Linked DNA regions of Mus musculus: region 2 is linked to region 1. A link is a contact called in public HiCAR-type data. All regions are on one chromosome and are shown on one strand. Each heading gives the region's core, a stretch centred on a gene start, on an enhancer-like site or on the middle of the called end of the contact. The rest is flanking DNA. Distances are from core to core; before and after follow the strand shown. Region 1 holds the start of Slc35b3 (solute carrier family 35, member B3). Region 2 holds the start of Nedd9 (neural precursor cell expressed, developmentally down-regulated gene 9).

Region 1 (6,018 bases), core at 541-3,040:
TACAGTGTTTCTCAGTGGCAATACAATGTTTTTCATCAAGAGTCACGGGATCTGTTTCCCTCTCAAGGATAGAGTTTGGGCATGAGGTTATCTTTTGTGGGAATAGTTCCTTGGTTCTTCTGTTTGTTCTGTGGTTAGTCAAAAGCTATCAACATGCTGAGACTGCGCTTCTTGTCTTCACATTAAGAGTATGCATTCCTCATGAGTCCACAGGCAATGGTAACCCTGTTTCGGATCTAGCTTTGTGGCTGGCCATAACTGCAGTCTTCCTTGCTCCTATTGGCAAACAGGGCTGCTCTTACCTGCTTACTCTCTCACTCACCTCATCCCTAATTCCACGGTAACAGTTGGTAAATGCTTGGTTTTCATTCCCAGTGGACATATCTGAGGGCAATGTGCCACACCAAAGGAATAGGAAAAGCAAAGCAAAGTGAGGCATGTCGTGCCTGACGGGGGTTAGATGAATTCTAAAGTGTTGTTTGGATATGACCCATCAAGAACAAGTTGCAAACCACGGAGAGGGTTTTAGGTTTCAATGAGATGGTAAAAGCCATTAAAGCATTGAGAGCAAAGCAGCATCAAATCCTGCTCTTGGGCAGAATTAGGCTGTAAGGAAGTAAAAGATAATAGAAGCCAGCTAGGCTATTGTGATTGCCTAAGCAAGAGTGGGTGGACCTTAACCCCTCTTGTATTCCAGATTTATATTACCATTTACCTTCTCACCTATGTCCTATAACTCCTTAAGGGCTGGAAGTCCATATAAGCTACTTATAAATTATGCATATGACCCTACACATAGGCACATTCAACAGGTGTTTGATAAATAATGTTCCTTCTTGGCTGACAGTTGTTTTACTGCTACTATTTGCTATTGTTGAGCCATAGAATGACATCTCTAAATGTCTAAATGGGCTTTGTTATTCTCTTTAGGATTTTTTCTTTCCTCCCCTTTTTTTAAAGTTTCAACTTTCATACAAAACTGGCTTAGCAAGGCTGGTATTTTTAAAATGTCTAGCTGGACCTTTTCCCTCACCACTTCAGAGATTCTCTCCTAAGGCATAAATGCTTCCCAATGCCTAATTCTTGTGAAATTTTAAAACTTACACACATCTGACCGGATTGTAACGTTTCTGTTGACACTATTCACCCCTTTTCAAAGCAGACTCTTGAATACTATTCCGGTTAAGGTAATCGTAATAATCCTTATCGCCAAGCCCATCTTGGCATTTTCTTCATTGTATCTCAGTAACTGTAAGTGTAGCTCTCAATGTGGAATAATTTATGATATTTGGCGATCAAATATCAGAGATTTTATAACATTTGTCAGACTCCAAGCCAGGGATTTACATTTCAAGCAGTGAGTGGCATGTCAACACAATCCTGGTTCATTTCTGGCCAATTACAAACCATCATCACTGTAAGGGCATGTGACGCAGGCTTCCTGTTTCTTCAGTCCACCTTGGCCAGAAGGGTAGGAGTGAGTCCGGAGAACTGGGACAGGAAAGTAGTTGAGAAGCAACTTCATCCCTTTGAATCAAAAGGTGGAGGCTGGGGAAAGGGAACCTCAGGCTGCTGAGATCCGGCTCGAGCACTCTAAACCTTGGCATCCTTCACACGCCCCGGCTCACGATCGCGGATGTGAAGTCAACTGGGTCGCAGAAGCCACGAGATGGACAGGACCCTTGCTCAGAGCACGCAGGAGCAGGGTGGAGAGGTAGAAACAGCCGAGGGGGTGGGGAGGGCGAAGGGGCGGAGCCGCGCGCCGGCGCACGCGCACAGAGACGCCTAGGCGGAAGTGGCGCGCAGGGTCCGGCGTGTGAAGACCTTCCGGGGAGGTGGCGGCCGAGGCGGCCGTCGCGGGAGCAGACCCGGAGGCGGAGACGGAGACCGAGGAGGTGACAGCGGCGGAGCTGGGAGGTGGGGGTCTTGCTGCGCGGCCAGGCGTCGTCAGGCAGAACTCGGGTGGGCTCCCACACCGTGTCAACAGAGAAGGTGGACGCCGCCGCCGTCGGGGTGGTCGGGGCGCGCGCTTCCGGGAAGAGCATCGTTCCCTGTTGGCCTGAGAACCCCCGGGCCGGACCCCTCCTCTACCCTGCTCTCTGTGCTCAGAGACTTGGTCTCTCGGATTCCCTTGGCTGTTTTTGCAGTTCAGAGTCATTTCCGGGTCTGTGTCCGCTCTCTCCGTTACCTGGTGACTGTTTGCCTTGCAGCGAGTTGACTGTTCTTGCAGGGCTGCTAAGTTTATGTCGCTGAAATCCCTGTACGTTCTTTCGGGCTTTACAGCTGAATTCTCTTCTCCTTTCTTTCTTCCTACCTTGTCTGTCTATCTTTCCGTGTCTTCCTTCTTTCCTCCTTCCTTTTCTCTTCTTTGGGAAAAACACTGAAAGATTTTGTTAGTTTACTATCATGAGTTGTTTGTTTTGAGTTTTTTTGTTTGGTTGGTTTTTTGTGTTTGAATGAATTACATCTGCGTTACTTCTACAGTAGATTATCAGAATCCCGAATTTTAGTTAAACATTTCTGTTACAAGTGAGTTGAGATAGTTTGAGACTTGGAGGGGAAAGACACTGACAACGTTTGAAAAATATTTTAGATAGCATTACTTCTGCTTAAAGTCTACTTTAAATCCTATTGTTAGCCCTTGAGGGGAATAGAGTTTCGGAAATCACCAGTCTCTCACCCTTTTGTGTGATAAGGTATGGGAGAAATCACAATCTTGTTTTTCTGCTCTTTGATCTTATCCCACACCTGGAACCCAGTTGTGAAGACATGATTGTTACTAGAGCGTTGCAGGTTTCTGGCGAAGCTGGGACTTTTCCAGGCTGTGCACATGATAAGTTTTCCTCCCATTCCAGCTTTGTAATAGAAAGCGTACCTCCTTCACATTAAAAAAAAAAAAAAAAAAAAGACTAGGTTAAGAGATAAGGTGAGGCCAGCAAGCTGACAGGTAAGAGCACCTGAGGCCAAGCCTGTGGCCAAGCCCAGAACCAATAAGGTGAAATGACAGAGAACCAGTTCCCAGGAGTTGTCTTCTGACCCTTGCTTGCCATCTGTGGCATAGACACACAGACTTGTATAAAGAAATAAGCTTTTATTTCAGTGTGTCATTGTAAGGCAACATCACCTGTTTCCGATTGTGTGTGTGCACACACAGTATGTGTTTACTTACTCTAAGCACTTCTTTGACCTCCATTTTAGCCGTTATGTCTCCCTGCAATGTGCCAAGTGTCTGTTGCGCTTTAAGAAGAGACCCAAGGCAGCAATCCACTTCCACAACTTCTTTCTGTTCTAGTTTCAGAGGGTATTATGAGTCTCTAAAGCAAAGCAAGATGTTGGCTATTTGATTTGAAAACTTGTAATCCTGTTCTTGAGCTTTTGTTTGTTTGTTTGGAGACAAGATCTCTGTAGCCCAGCCTTGTGTTAAATTCTCTGTGTAGTTCAGGCTCCTTCCCCCCCCCCCCCCCCCCCCCCCCCCGTACCATAAGGACTTTGTCCCTGTTTGTTTGTTCGTTTGTATAAGATTTATTTGTAGTGTGTGTGTCTGTGTGTGTCTGTGTGTGTGTGTGTATGAATGTACTTGTGGATATATGCATGAGAGGGTTCTGATGGGAATCTGAGGGTAGAGTAATAGTCAATTGCAAACCTAACAAGGACGGGTGCTGGGAACCAAACTTCTGCAAGAGGAATAAACATTTTTAACCACCACGCCATCTCTCCATGCCTGGCTCTGATTCTTTAGATAACAATATCAATTATTAACAATAGAAACAGAAGTGAGACTGCAAGCATCGGAGATCGGAGTTTGAGAGTAGCAGAGGCCTTCCTCACTCATGCTTTCTGACCAGCGATATTCTGATCAGTAGTGTAGTGTAAAGCTGCACACTGAATGCCAGACTTTTACAGGGCAGGTTTGGTGGTAATGAGATGTCGTGTTAGCAGTGACAGTGGCTCCATTTCCTTGTTAGCACAAGTGCTCTCTAAAGAGAATTCAGGAGAGATGGGTGTTGTGTTGGACGTGTTTTAAAGAGGGTAGTGCTGCAGCCTAGAACTGCATCTCATAAGGCTTCCAGGAAGTGTGTAGGAGTGTTAAAGTGGAGGAGAGTGGAATGGAGTAATGTTGGTCACATGTTTAACAGAGCACAAGAGAATCTTTTTTTCTGATAGTGGATGACGGAAGGGACATTTGTAGTGAAGGCTAGGTGGGAACTCCAGATCCCCGTTTCCTATTCCATGTCCGGAGGATGAGTCAGCTTAAGCACACCAGACCTCTTCAGCAGTGTTTCTGAAAAGCTGGATACTAAAAGCTACCGCATTTGGGATGCCATACTGTGTGCTGTGCTCTTTTACACTTGTCTCAGAGATCCCGCAGAGATGCTTTAACCCTTGCATTTCCTTTGCCCAGTAGAGATTCAGAACCTGAGTCTCAGAGAGTTGACTTTGCCCAAGACTCCTCAGGTGGCTCCAGAGCTCAGACGCAAAGTTCCAAATCATGGGGTGCTTTCTTCCACTGTCAGCGCTAGTTAACTTGGCATTTTATTTAACTCTGAACATTTCAGAAGAGAGCAATGTTAGGAAAGAGTTGCCTTCTGCATAAATATTCCGATGTCAGTAAAAGTGGGGAAGGGATTTTCTGAGGCTCACTCTGTGTGTGCATGTTTGCCTACCTGCAGCATCAGTATCTCATTCTCCTCCCTGTTCTTATCTACTGTGGATTTTCATTCTTGCTAAACAAGTTTGCCAACATCACGGTCCTTTCAAAACCGTGTCCAGGCGACGGGTGCTGTGAGCTGGAGTTTGAGAGTGGCTGTCATAGCTGTGCCAGTTTATTTGTTCTCTGGTATGGATAAAAAATACATGTCAGATACCAAGGTGCAGCAACTAGTAAGGTTTGCTCTTGCCTGTGTCTTCTAACCAGAGGCATTAATGCTTGATGTCACAGCAGAGAGGGGGTGTCAACACTGAACTTAAATCTGACCCAAAGAAAGAAGACATCAAGCAGAAGGGACAGCATGAACAGGTGGCTTTTGGAAATCTGCTGTACTCAGGAGCAGATGAGTAGTGTAGGCCTTTCATTGAAAGAACTTAGGGAAGAGCAGCTCAGAACCTGTGCTCGGTCGAGGTGGACATAGAAAGCAGACCAGAACATTTTTTCCCCCTCAGTATTAAAACACAGGACAATGGGAGGTGGGGAATTTAAAACATAGCTTATCATGAAAATTCTACTTCAGGGATGTCCTACAATATGACATATAAAAACAATTACAGAAATACAAATGATTGAGGCACAGGAAGGGAAGGCAGAATAAAGAATAAAAAGACATAGGAAATAAAAGTATTTCTAAAGTTCAGACACAGGGCATGCGTCCCACAGATAAATGTATTGGTGTTTATATATTACTAGTTTGATTGTACACAGAACCTTGCCCCCATTGGTATGACTGATGAGTTCTCCTTAATGTCCGCAGCTCAGCTAACTAGAAGCAACCACCAAGAGGTGACTCTAGTTCTTGTCACTTCAAACTATCACATGACAGTCTCTTTTATATTTTTAAGTGAAGCCTCCTGCCAAAATTGTTCTCTCCTCCCCTCAGATTTGTACTCCTGAAATGCCAGCAGTGAGACTGTCATGGAAGATAGTCCTTCCTTCCGGTGTGTGCTCTATGATTCCGCACGTCCCTTAGTGTTTATATAGAAGTCATTATTTTTCCACTTATATAAATGCAGAGAGAAACTTGACAGTCATCGGTGGTGCCTTCACAATTTTGTGTGTGTGTGTGACAAAAAAAAAAAAGTGACATATTTTCTGCCTTTTACATTCCAAAGATGTTATAGTAGAATAAATTCCTTCATAGGGTAAGACTTCTTAGTCATGATGATGGCTCATGCTTTTTATCATAGTGCTCAAGACACTAAGACAGGAGAGCTGTCATTCACTTCCTCACCAGCCTGGGCTACGCACATTGTTTTTTTTCTTTCAGCCTAAGGAATGTTGTTGCTGAATCTCATACCTGAATCTCA
Region 2 (6,333 bases), core at 124-2,623, 2.4 Mb before region 1:
GATGTCAACTTCACGAAGGTGGCCAGGGACATCTTGTAGAGCAAACTCCAAGCTGCAGCCAAATGTGGATTCAATTGTCAATGTAAACCCTACCCCACCCCCACCCCCACCCCCACCCCCAGAAACCACTTTTATGCGGCATCTGCTCTCCTATGCTTTTGGCTTAAATCATTTATTTTCAAAAGTTTTAATCCATTGGAAATTTAGAAGGGGATTGGGGAGGCAAAACTGATTCTGGACTACCTTAGTCAGGAAAGAAGTAAGAGCTGATTTTTTTTTTCCACCCGAGTCGTGCAGTCTGGCTGGAATGCATCCCAACTGGGGGATAGTCCTGAATACTCCAAGTCCTGAGGCCCGAGGAAAAGAAAAGCCTGTCTTCTCCTGAGTGATTCTCTTTCTCTATAGAAATCTCAGAATGGAACCGCTCTACAAATCATGTCCCGCGCTCTGCCTGAAAGAGGCTGTTCTTTTTTTTTTTTTTTTTTTTTTTTTTAAACCAGGCTTATCAAACAGAAGCGTTCTCCCTGAATAATAAGTGTGAGTGGGCTAATGGGTCATTTGGGGGAGAGAGGTCAAAAGGAAAAGGCCTCGGTGTTCAAAAGCGGAATCTGGCAATGCCAGCGGTCAAAGAGGAGAGTGCTGGCTGGACAGGCGTGATGTATCGGGTGTGTTCTATAGAACCTGCATGGGTTCCCACCTATCCTTTATCCTCGGAGGTCCTAGTGAGAAGAACCGGGAAGGCCTGGTGCTTATGAGTGAGTTCCTTTTCATTGAGAAAGAAATGTTTTCCAGCTCCTAGCAGACTGACTTAGCAAAGTACTTTGAACACTTGGGGGTGAGGGGAGCAGCCACAGAAAAGGGAAGGGGAAGAGAAAAGACAGGGAAAGAGAGCTATCAGCAGGGGTGGTTAGTAAAAAAAAAAGGGGGGGGTACTGGAGACAGAAAACCCTTTGTTCCTCCAGCTCGTTTCATGTAGAGATTGTAAGGTGAATGGCTTTGAAATGAAATGGGTTTATGAACTAGTTGCTAGGTCACAGGAAGCGCGATCGTCAGACTGCTTTGTGAATTCGGATTCTTTAAAACTTAGGTTACTCTCAAAAGGAACGTACCTCCTTTGTCTGGTTCCTATGTCTTTCCTCTTTATATTTTTATTTCTCCGGGTGGCTGGGGCCGCCTCCCCACTTTCTGTTTTCTCCTCCGCCCTTTTGATAACGTGAAAAGAAATGATCGTATTACACGCTCTTTGTCGGAGGGTTTCAGAAGTTAGAGGTGGGCGGGGTGGAGGCGTTACCTTCACCGCCACCAGCAGCCAATGGCGGCGCGGTATGCAAACGAGGCCCGCGCCGTGCTGGTCTGGATCTGGGCTGTGAGCTCAGAGACTCCGCAGTGCGCGGGAGGCGAAGGCTTCTCATTTCCATCCAGCCCAGCGCTCAATGGAGGGGCGGACTCTGCAGTGCCTCACTCACTGTGTGATTCGATAGGACCAGGGCTCATCAGATCACCGCCGAGATGAAGTACAAGGTAAGAGTGCCTTGTACGCCGTCTCCTGAGAAGCTAGAGGCAGCTGTGCCGGCCGGCGCCTTTCCCACCTTGACAACTGGGCAGGGATCCCTTGTGTGTCTGGTTTTGCCGAGCTGCGTCTGATCTCGCTTCCAGGCTTCCCCCGGGTGTACCGCCAGCAGACATGCGCTTTCAGATCCACTAGTTCTTGGTGCATGGTTCTGAAAGTTGTTGTGGGTGGCGGAAGGCGGTGGAGTAGAGTTAGCATAGGAGCCGCCGCCAGAGATCAGAGGGTGTCTAACTCGCCTCGCAGCAGGCAAGTCGCAGGTCTCTGCCTGACCAAAGCCAGCTTGGGGAGCCATAATAAGGAGAGTCAGAACTGCTGAGTCTCTGACAGGTTCTAAAAGCACCTTTTCAGATTTTTGCCTTAAGCACTTGATCTGGGAAGCTGTCTGCTCGAGGTCCTTTCGGTAGAAGCAGATTAAAAACCCAGACACTATCATAGGCGCGATGATGGAGAATTCCCACATCCTTATGAATAAATGGCTGTTAGTCATTTCTGGATAACTCTTTATTGGGGTTGAACGGGTCTGAAAGTATGAAGGCTCCGGCTGGCTTATTTTCCCTGACGCTTACAGAATGTCCTGCTCATAATTTTGGCAGCTCTATTTTCCACTGCATTTTGCACCACGGTTTCTGGGGTTACTCTTGGCAAAATGATTATGCCTTGCTCAGCACATCCCGTCTAATGAGGCAGTTTCCAAGGGACTTGGCCCAGTAGCAGTTCATGGCAATGACTTGGCGGTACTTACTTACGATCCTTTTTTTTAAAAAAAAATTTTTTTTTTAATTTTAATGGTGAAGAGACATGAGTCCTCGACTTTTAAAGGACTGTGTCATTTCAAAAATTCGTTTTGGTAAGGTGACTTAACAGAGCCAGTTAACTGACTTAGCTAGGGGCTAACTTGGCTTCCCTCTGCGGTATGTAGCCTCTGGCCCTTCCTTTGGGATAGAAGGCTGTAGCTAACAGCCACTGGTTCCCTGTCTATAAATCTTGTTCAAAAGCTGTGAGCCAAAGCATGAGTGATAGTTGTTGGGGAAGTTCCAGCAGTCTAAAGACCCAGATATCTATTGTCATCTCCTATCAGCTTTCCATTTCGTACATCTATGGGGAGGGGCAGAAGAAAGGAAAGCTCTAGGAGTCAGTCAGAAATGATGCAGCTTTCTACCTGGCAGGAACAGAATCTTTTTGGAAGTGATGGGGATACATGGTATCAAGCCTGCAATGTTGTTTTTTTTTTTTTCCTTCCCATTCTCCCTGTTGTTGAATCAAGACAGTGTTATAGAGAAAAGAGAAAGGATTAACTCTGTCCATCATTGGGACATTAAATAGCTGGTGTGAACTCTGAGTGCTGTAGTCTAGAAGGTGAGGACATGTGACGACATCTAAAGTCACTTTGGTTCAGTGACCTCATCATGTTTCGCTTTGCTCTTTATGGAAAGAAAATATCATGGGGACTGATGATTTACACTGCAGGTGAGAAACTGCAACTGGGGAATGCTTTCCACTTGGCTGAGTCTGCCCAGAGTTGAACACTTTGCCGAGCAATAGAAATACATGGTTATTTATCATCATCATCACCATCACCATCATCACCATCATCTCATTATTATTGTAGACAACTTCACCAGCAAAAACGCTATGCTCCCCAAGTAAACAACTCACACATGGGCACCCTGAGTTGACCATAGCAGAAGCGAGCCACTTTTCCCTCTGTCATAAAGTCTATTTAGCTAATGAAAGATAACTGTCTTTCAGGAGAGAATTAGTCATTCTGTGTAGGAGATGCTGAAGCAGAGGCATGATGGGTAAAGCGATACAAGTCCGTCACACTTAACTCTCCCCATTAGCTCCGAGGCACACTTATTTTCCCAAAGTAGCAACTGTGGCACACAGAAGTTAAATGATGGGTTTTTTCCGACACACCAACTGAGGAGCATGGGATTAAAAGTGATCTTGATCTAATACTGGTGATTTAAACACTACCAGGAAAGGGAAAGCAAACCCTAAAACAGAAATCATCTGTAACTCCCTAAAACATCCCTCAGACCAGTATGTTCTGGCCTCAGAAAGTTCAGAACTATTCCCTCCCAAGTATTCTCCCAGGATAGTCAGTCTTCTATTTTGTTTCAGTGGTAACTCTGCAAACTGAAATACGAAGTTGGCATTTATTTGTTTAATTGGAGCTACTTAAGTAGTAAAACCAGATAATTATTAGATTGTAAAACCCAGGAGTCTGGAATTATCTCTTAAACACTATGTTGCACATAAACTATAAATTTAGCTTGGGCTTAAAAATGGATCATTGTAAGATTTATAAGTCAGGCTTAAAAGGCTTCTCTTTCTTTTTCTTTCTTTCTCTTTTCTTTTTCCTTTCTTTTTTGTCTGTTGTTAACCAGATGGTCTTGTTTAGCTACTTCAGGGTTCATAACCAGGGTGCAATCAACTTCCACTCAGTTTGTCCTCAAAATACACAGCTCGAGGCAGCCAGCAATTACAACTATGAGGGCTGTGGAATGCAAGCTATTGCTTTAGGTAAATCTTTCCACTTAGTACACATCTAGTCTGCTTTTAGTTTACTTACATTTTTGTTTGTTCGTGGAAAGACTGTCATGGGTGTTTAAGGTTCCATTTCTCTGAGAAGAGTCTGTCTGAATGACAGTGAATTGTACAAACTTCCTTTGTTAAGATTCTACATAATGAAGCCAGGCATGGTGGAACACACCTTTAATCACGGCTCTTGTGGAGTCAGAGGCAGGGGGATCCCTATGAGTTCCAGGCCAGCCAAGGCTACATCGTGAGACCTCGTCTCAGACACAACAACAACAAAATGTTCTATATAAAATTCCTTTAATGTAGAGCCTATGTTCCTTATGCCTCTATGGCCTTGGCTTGCCTGTCCAATAGAAGATGGGAGGATATGAAGGTTGCCAGAGGATATTGCCCTTTCTTCTGCAGGTGAGGGACTAGTTCCAGTCCCTCATCTTTAACTGGAGCCCTGAAAGCCCTGCCCACATAGTGTGGGCCTGGAATGAGGCCCAACCTACTTCATGCCCAGGCCTGGAAGGTGTTCACTAAGTGCAGCACGTGACTGAGTTCTTGCGGCTGAGGCACTTTTGAGGCTTTGCCAAGTTTCAGAACCCTTAAGTGTCTGCAGTCAAAGTTTAATCTATTTTCTAGTCAATATAAAGAAAGGGAAAAAATCACTCTTCAATGGTTTGACTTTAAAAACAAGGTATAGTAGAATATGGCAATACAGTTTTTAAAACACCTATAGTCTGGAATTCAGATTCCTGTAGTCCAATTGAATGAGAGCAAAGAAACTCAAGGAAAAGAGAAAGCTACAGTCAAAGGCTTCTGGAGAGGAACTTAGAAAATATTTTTATTTTCCAAAGCTGTCTTAAAGGAGAAGTTATAGCAGACCTTTGGTTTAGCTGATAATGACCATTTATACCCCTTTTTGGTTTGATGTATAAGCTTTAATTTTTTTTTCTAAATTGCTTGTTGTGTTCAATGGAAACTTAGGTCCCCTTCCAACCCCACCAGCTTTCAAAATGGTGTGTGCTGCCTGTAAATTTAAAAGCAGACAGAAGGCGTTTTGAAAAGCATAGCTTCATTATTTATGGTTTTATATTTACCTAGGAAACCCAGTTTAAAGCTAAAGGACTTTACATGTCCAGAGATGAGGCTTTGTCAAAATTGCAGGTGTCTTGATAATAACATGTTTAGCACGCTGTACAACACAGGCTGAAGCCCTCAGCAACCCCTTCTTCTTAGACCACACATTGTCCCTGTGCCCGGAACCTTGCAAGTGCCTTCCCGTACCCTCCTCCTTACCCCGAGTCTCAGACAAAATAAAACAAAGCCAGACAAAATCCTGCCTCGACACCTTTCAAAGCCTTGGTAGATTCTGTCTCTCCTTTGTGTCGGTACACCAGGGCCGCATCTTACCTTTTCAAATGAGCCCTCCTATGAGTCTCTAATAACAGATGCTTGTGTGGCTCACTGGCACCCTGCTACCCACATGGGCATGACACCCTAGTGCCCACTCCCTCTCCCTCTTGCCTTGGCTGCCCCTTGGACTCTTCTGTGGGGGTTCCCACTCCTTTCATGGGCATGTGATTTCAAGCCAGTGTGATTTGAGTAACTACTAAGTCCCACTCGTAAAGCCTCCGTATCTATCCACTCCATAAAGCAATCAAAGCCTAAACCTTTGTCTCCTCTAACCCCTGAAGCAGACCTGACTTTTTTTTCACCCCTGCCTTATTCCTTTAGCACTGCCTTACTTATTAACCCCTTTCAGTCAAACCACTAATCTAAATGATACCTGCAGTGCAGCCAGTTTTAAGGAAGCCACATTGAATACAAAAGGCCCATCCTTTACCGATAAGTAGGGGCAGAGCAACAGACAAGCCCTTGTTAAAAGTGTAATGTAGACTCCGTCAGCCTTGAATAGGCAGGGACTTGGCTTTATATAGTCTTGTAATAGAAACAAGATGGAGAGTGGAGGAAGACATTTCCATTTCTTGTGATTTAAGGCCCCATGATCTTGGGCAAATTAAACTCTCAGAGCCTCAGGTTTACCTGTGAATTTGAGACAATATTAACTGCTTTATACCATTATTCTAAAGTCTGGGCTAATGTGTAAAGTTCTTATCTGGGATCCTAGCACAGAGGGAGTAGACAATGAATCCTAGCTAGCCTCAACTCTGAGTGTGTCCTCAGTGGATACTGAAATGTTGGTGTTGGTTTCATGGCAGATTATATCTAAA

The links. HiCAR-type assays count read pairs that join an accessible place to other places.
Region 2: a contact with region 1 is called in a HiCAR-type map of astrocytes, with 4 times the contacts expected there. The contact joins the promoter of Nedd9 here to the promoter of Slc35b3 in region 1. A contact is called at or near these places in 1 of 39 promoter capture datasets (cranial neural crest) and 1 of 115 datasets of contacts at active chromatin or transcription factors (astrocytes).

Annotation. Positions count from the first base shown.
Region 1 is chr13:38,956,309-38,962,326 of GRCm38.p6, reverse strand. It overlaps Slc35b3 (solute carrier family 35, member B3), which reads left to right and starts at 1,790. Exons shown (of 10, transcript NM_134060.4): 1 at 1,790-1,895. It overlaps 5033403F01Rik (RIKEN cDNA 5033403F01 gene), which reads right to left and starts at 1,708. Exons shown (of 3, transcript NR_131019.1): 1 at 1,105-1,708.
Region 2 is chr13:41,354,041-41,360,373 of GRCm38.p6, reverse strand. It overlaps Nedd9 (neural precursor cell expressed, developmentally down-regulated gene 9), which reads left to right and starts at 1,373. Exons shown (of 7, transcript NM_017464.5): 1 at 1,373-1,521. The coding sequence starts at 1,510.